Regions from separate parts of the Mus musculus genome. Here region 2 is linked to region 1. Evidence: chromatin contacts called from public HiChIP or PLAC-seq data. All regions are on one chromosome and are shown on one strand. Each heading gives the region's core, a stretch centred on a gene start, on an enhancer-like site or on the middle of the called end of the contact. The rest is flanking DNA. Distances are from core to core; before and after follow the strand shown. Region 1 overlaps Bank1 (B cell scaffold protein with ankyrin repeats 1). Region 2 overlaps Ppp3ca (protein phosphatase 3, catalytic subunit, alpha isoform).

Evidence for each region. HiChIP or PLAC-seq counts read pairs in DNA pulled down with a chosen protein or histone mark.
Region 2: a CTCF HiChIP or PLAC-seq map of the NIH/3T3 cell line shows a contact between it and region 1, with 5 read pairs. The contact joins two enhancer-like sites. A contact is called at or near these places in 1 of 15 datasets of contacts at CTCF or cohesin (the NIH/3T3 cell line) and 1 of 115 datasets of contacts at active chromatin or transcription factors (fibro-adipogenic progenitors).

Annotation. Positions count from the first base shown.
Region 1 is chr3:136,164,996-136,168,474 of GRCm38.p6, forward strand. All of the region lies in intron 7 of Bank1 (B cell scaffold protein with ankyrin repeats 1), which reads right to left. Among named protein-coding and RNA genes, the nearest start is that of Bank1, 160 kb to the right of the region's middle. Within about 2 kb of position 1,871, at least 47 of the 459 cell types and tissues checked have an H3K27ac peak or open chromatin away from gene starts, as enhancers often do. A contact at or near this core is called in the NIH/3T3 cell line, where this site is marked.
Region 2 is chr3:136,865,220-136,868,562 of GRCm38.p6, forward strand. The region is part of intron 2 of Ppp3ca (protein phosphatase 3, catalytic subunit, alpha isoform); the gene reads left to right. Among named protein-coding and RNA genes, the nearest start is that of 1700006H20Rik, 88 kb to the right of the region's middle. Within about 2 kb of position 1,547, at least 11 of the 459 cell types and tissues checked have an H3K27ac peak or open chromatin away from gene starts, as enhancers often do. A contact at or near this core is called in the NIH/3T3 cell line, where this site is marked.

The DNA of each region.
Region 1 (3,479 bases), core at 621-3,120:
TCCTTCAGCCTCGATCAAAGAAATTGTACAATTGTATAGAAACAAGCATTACTTCCAACCTCTGGATGTGGAACCTCATTGATGAGTTCACTCCTGGGACTGCCTTTTCTGTTCATGCCTACAGATAATGAGGGGGAATACTGCACACATGTCCGATGAGATATTAATCTTTGAAGGTGTATAGTTCCACCTAAATATTGTTAACTTGCTTTGGCATAGTGGGCATTTTCTTGCTATGGTTGAACATTTTCAAATTTTAGTAGTGTTCTACATATCGACTGTTCTTGCCTGTATCATCAGAAATCTACTCTCTAGGAAGCATCTTAAGAGGCTTCAGTGCTGAGAGGAAACATCTCAAGCTGGACACAGGGTTTCACTGCTATACTGTGCCTTTGACTTTGGTTCCGTAATTATGACTTCCTGGCAGAAAGTTGATTTCACAAGACAATCTGTGAGTTTTATACATCAAAGTGAAATTATCAACATACCAGAAGCTTTCACACTGTCCTCTCAAGGGCTTTTGGTTATGTATGCTCTCAGCTATTTGAGATGGTAGTGTTTCCCAAAATACCTGCATTGCCATGCAGTCTGCCACCAGAGTGCTGGAGTGCAGCCATGGCTGGCAGCGAGGCAGTTCCTGCTATGGGAAGGACTCTGCTGAGCCGAGCCTGTGTACAGGACTGATGTCAGTATCCATTATCCACACAGCTGCTACGGATCCTTCTATCATCCTCCATCCCCCCCTCCACCATTTCTTATTGGAATCCAGCTTGTGGCAAACTGATTACAGTAGAGTGACCACTGCAAGGATGAAGACAAGAAAAGCTTTAAGGACATGTGAAAGTGTTATCTTTGAGTAGGAAAGCAGTCCTGTAATATTCTAGAAAAATAGCACCAGATGGGCCCGGTTGGCATACAACTACCCGAAACAGCAAGAATTATTTTAAGAGAGAGAGAGAGAGAGAGAGAGAGAGAGAGAGAGAGAGAAGAAAGAAAGCAAATCACTGGGGCAGCCTGCTGCAAAGCAACAAGAAAAGGCAGTAGCTGTTTCCTCAACATGACTTAGTGTCTTATTCCAGTTCACACAGCCTAACAGAATGCCACAGGCTGGATAATTTATAAACAATGGATGATTACTGGGCACACAGTCCTGGGTGCTGCAAAGTTCCATGGGCACCAGCAATCTAACAAATGGGCAGCAGCCCATCTATGCTAGGCAGACACGGGGAGTCAGAATGAACTCACGCTTTTTGTAAAATACACACCTGCAGTGGTGGCACTGATCTGTGAGAACAGACTCAGCACCACCCAGACACTTCTTAAAGGGCCCACCTCCCAGTTCTGAAATAGTGATGAATAAACTTCAATTCCTCTTTTGGAGGGGATATTCGAACTTAGTAAAGCAAGGACAGATTTCTATATCATGCTTGCTTTTAAAGTTTGGCAGTTCAATCAACTAGCTTACCTTGAGAAACTTCTTAGCAACTTTTAGTATCCCTTAAAATCTGTAAGGTAGATTTTGCTTCTAGGATTAACTTGAATTTAGTACCTGCCAGATAATAAGTAAATAAATGGTCAAGTAGAAACAAATATTGACCTCTAACAAAAATTGTGAAGATAGTGAAGATAGGCACCGCTGAAAAAAGGAGTTGTAGCTTCAAGTCTTGTGCTTCAAGAGGAAGACTGAATAACCAAGAAAAACACAAGATGCACATATAGCCCAAATGGCAAGTTTTCAAAGTTTCCACATAATCTTGAACTCCTCAGAAAGTTCACATAGTTTTCTATTTTGTTTCCAGGTCCAGTTCAGACAGTGTTTTCTTGATGATGGATCAGCTACTCTGAAGGAGGTGAGTCATGGGAGACTCCCACACCAGAACTCTGCGGAGAAAGGACTACACATTGCCGACAGTGGCTTCATCCCAGAGTGGACCATGAGTAATCGCAAGAACGTGGTTTACCTTAAGAAATAACATCTGTCTCAAGAACTGGTTACTGGAAAAGTACTAATCTCAAAGTAGTAATTCTTCTACTCTCTGCAATTTCCAGACACTGAAGACCAACTGAAGCAGGGAGAATAAACCAGTGAGACAGGGACATTATGTTACCCAACTTAAAAAGGCTTGTCTGACACAACTTTGGAGGGTTGATTACTAAGAGGACAATTAAGCCAAAAAAAAAAAAAAAAAAAAAAAAAAAAGCACATCCATTCTCCTATTGGTTAATCTGTTTTCTAATATAGTGAAGATTATAGGTTAATTTGTTTTCTGGTATAGTGAAGATTATAGCTGATGAGGAAAAACAGACTTGCCAGCAGTATTGTCGTACTAAGAGAAAAATGTGACAAGGGGCCTTTGGAAGACAACAACAGACAACGTGCAAAAAGCGATCAGTTGGTTTCCTGGGAACTAAGCGAGCATTTTTCTTTTTTTCTTTTAAAAAATGTATTGAAGATTTCATATGTGACTACAATTTACATCATTAAATCCCATCTTCTCTCCTTCTAACTCTTCCCATGTCCCCCTCTCAAGTTCTTGACCTTTATTTTTTTAATTTAATTTAATTAATTGAATACTTATTAAATATTATAGTTACATCTCTCCCTCGCTTTCTCCAACTCTCTATACAATTTCCTTCTGAATCCACTTAGTGTTGCTCTCATCTATATGTCTGTGTAGGGTGTACCACTTGAGATGGATTGAATCACCTCTCTGGGGACTTTTCTCTGGAGAAGACAGACTGACTTCCTCCTCTCTAAGCTGCCACTGTTTTCCTACAGCCCTTTATCTAGGGTGGGGTCTTGTAAGATCTCCCCACCCAGATTGAAATGTTGACGAGTGCTATCTTACTTATCTTCTATTGAGCTTCCTCTGTGAACTGATGGCAGAGCAAGGCATGGAGGTAGAGCAAGTGATGGGTACTGATAGGACTTTACATCCTTTCACAGAGAGGATCAAGAAGAACCCTTGGAATTACCTAGGCTATTCTCCAGGACTGCAGAGCATCTTCAAGTGCTGCATTCAAGGTCTGTTAACAACTTGATGTGCTTTTAGTTTGGGGGGAATAACCAAGCTTGCCTAAACCCGAAGATCTCTAGGACTTCCAAGGGAGCAGGGGATCATTTACTTCAGTCTCTGCTGGAGCTCCAGCTGTAATTACAAAGAATAAAAACAAACCAGAAAAGAAGATACTTTTACAATTGCCTGGAGAGCTGAAAGGTTCTGTGGGCGGAGAGGATGACCCGAATCAAAACTATGTGCCCGGTTTCCATGGAAATACAGGACAGAATGCTGAGGAAAAGTGAAAGTCATTTGATCCCATCTTCTGCCTACAGAGTCCTCCAGGGTAAGCCTTACTCTGGGTTTAGTGACAAGGAATGTATTCAAGTGATAATACTGTTACATGTATTATATGGAAACATCACTTTTAAATATTCTTAAAATAAGATATGTAAATTATATCTTAAAATATCTTATTTT
Region 2 (3,343 bases), core at 297-2,796, 700 kb after region 1:
GTAATTACTGACATTGATAAACACTGTGAAGAGACTACAAACCAGGAGGTTGAAGGATGGGGGAAGAGAGAAGCCCCTTTGTGTAAGATAGTATGGAAAGACTTTAAGCATATGACATGCAAAGTAGGCAGTAGGGAAATCTGAGGGGGAAAACCTGGCTTAAAAAATATCCTAAGTGCTCTTGAAAATCCTTAAATGTCCTTATAAAAGGTTTCTGTTTCTTGGGCATGCTTTATTTGAGTTTCTGTTTTCTTTGGTTGGGCTTTAACATTTTAGTTGTAATTATGTGTGCAAGATGTTTTCATTTGCTGATGGCTGTCGTAAGTGGCTGCATTTGTAACAGTGTGGTATGGTGTTATGAGGTAAAGTTGGTGACAATGTGAAAAATCACAGGAGTGAACGTATGCCCAGGTGCTGGGTTTTTAATGTTTGGCTTATAAATAATTATTCCCTCTTTTTTTTAAATGTCACCGTGATCCAATAGTTGTGGAGGTCTTTTAAATCACCATTAAGGAACAAGCAGAGCTTAATTTTATATTATATAAATTTACATTCAGGATAATAATGCTTCTACATGTGGACAAAGGAAGTTTATAATTTTTGAGCCGTCTAGAACTTTTCATCACCTACTATAATTTTTAATCATGTACCTTTGTGTGTGTGTGTGTGTGTATCAATGTGTCAGTGCAAGCATGCAGGCATGGTACATATTAAATAGATGCCTACCCTAGATGTCTACCCTCTCTTTCCAGCTTGAGATATGATTTTACCATTGCATATACGAGGCTTTCTGGCCTCTGAGCTTCTGGGAATTCTATTTCAACCTCTAATCTCATGTAGAAGCACTGGGATTAGAGTTGCTAGATACCACAACTGGTCTCCTGAACATGGTTTCTGGGAATCCAGACTCAGGGCCGCACATTGATGTGGCAAGCTCTTTACCCACTCATCCATCTCCCAAAACTGCTCATCATGGATTTTTCATGCTAGTTTCCTAACTGCTCCAGTTGCGTCAGATGCCAACAAATCCTTCATTTCTAACCTGTGGTCTACAGCTTCAGTGGATATCCTGGTATTTCCATCTCTGACATGGCAAAGTAAAACCAATTACTCTGGAATTTGCAAGCATGGTGAGGAATTGCAATAGAAATATAAAGTACCAGAAGGGTGTAGGAAGGGCATGAGAGGAAAACAGGCCAATGCTTTGGGATGTGTCCCGAAGGCCTTCCTTCCAGCTCCAACCAGGAAAATCCCTTCAGCCTGAGATCTTGACATTCCTGATGTAGCCATTTAGAAACCGTGCTTGATGTAACATTTGTCAGGTTCTTACCAAAAATCCAGAAACTCCTAAGCCTCCTGTTCCAATATTAACATGGTTAATCACACAAATAATCTTTTTACGAAATGGGGCTCATGTCACAATAATTTATATGTAAGTATCTTGTGGTTCTGAGACCTTGAGTAACTTGCCTAAGGCCATTCTGATCGTGAGGCACACAGCAGGAGGTGGGCACTTGGTGGTCAGGGGGCCATGCCAACAAGTGTGGTTCCACATTTCCTTTTGTGGTTCTCTTGGGACTGTTTTGATTTGGGGATAGTTGAATAACAGCCTACGGTGATGATTAAATTTGTTACTACCATAAATGTTTGGAGCCTGTCTTACCCTGTCATGTAGCTTCATGTTTTCTCTGAATCTTTTCCAGTAACCAACCCTCATTCCCTGATGGGGACTCACTATACAAAAGGAAGCAGTTGCCAGGCAGAATAGAGATATTGGTATCACAGTCATTGACATTCAGTAGTGTTTCTTGCTTTACTGCGCAGGTTTAGTAACAGACATGTGGACATACATTTTCTAGACAAAAACTGTCTTTCCTTTGAGTTCTGCATTGATCCATACATAACAGGTATAAAAGTCCTTCCAACTTGGGAAAACTTGGTGCTTGCGTAAGTAACAACACTATCTACAAAGTAGTGTGAGTAAGGAGGACCCTTACTCCTTGTTAGCTAATGAGTTTTAGCCTTGCCTTTTAAGCATTGTAGTAAAACATAAGTCAGTTACGTTTTTAAAATACAATCTTTGTTTTTATTTTTATTTTTTATTTTTTGAGCTATAGCTCTCTTTCCACTGCTTTTGCTATTTTGTTTTGTTTCCACATAGGATTTCACTTGTTGCTCTGGCAGGCTTTGGATTAAGATCTTCTTGCAGCAACCTTCTGAATGGAAGAGGTTGCAAACCCTTAGGTTTGCAGAGATGTTTAAGTACCTTCCCATGGACACATGGCAGTCTGTGTCCCTGAGCCAGCTTTCTTTGCCTGGCAGCATTTGACCCAAAATACTCTCTTTTCTTTCTTTGTTCTTGAAACCTTCATGTTATCCTAAGAAGAACACGATGTGCTCAGTCTCAGCCCAGATTCCTCAGTCCTTCCCAATGAAGACCCAGTTGTGAAAGATACAGCTGTAACAATATAAATGTGCTTGCTTGCTTATTAGTAATCTAAGATGAGATGTCATTTCAAGAAGCGACAAGTACATTTCTAATAATTGACTCTTGCTAAAGGGAGGGGAGAGGCTAAAGTGGAATGTCGGGAAGGTGGCCCAAACACTCACAGGATTCGATTATGTGGATCATTTTAGTAGTCCAAGGGTTTGAAACACAGACATCACAAAACATTGCCCACCTTTACCTGTTTCATAGCCATTATCTGTTCATGGTGGAAAATAGGGTTGCACAAGTCATTTAAATTTCATGTATTGATTTCCAGTTGTCTCATCAATAGATGCTATAGTAGGAATGTAAGCCTCAGCCTGCTGAATAGTGAGCTTCAGCATAGCTTAGTAACTTGCTTGAGATTAAAGCACACAGTGTGTTAAGGTACAATTGCACTGATGTGTCATTCTATGAAGAAACATCCACACAATGTCCATTATTTAAACATAATATGTTCCAAAACAACAAATAATATAAGCATGTACATAAAAACAGATAGTGGTTGAGAAGAAAAGTTTTTAATGAAAATAATCTGAATTTAAGCCCTAATTATTCATTTTTGGCAGTGACCATGTCAAACTACATAACATGTGTACAGTGTCTCCTCATGAAAACACAGTATGGTGGGGGGTTTTTTGTTTGTTTGGTTGGGTTTTGTTGTTTTGTTTTGTTTTTGAGGATTCCCAACAGTTATAGAAGTAATATAGACCACCATCCTCCCAGTGGATTTGTGAATTAGGAGACCCGAATGCTAGGGCAAGGTCTTCCACCAACTTCGGCATCTTCAGCAAAGGACTTGGCTTCTCCACCTCAGTTTCCTGCTCTGCAAATTTTATTATGTAATTCAAACAC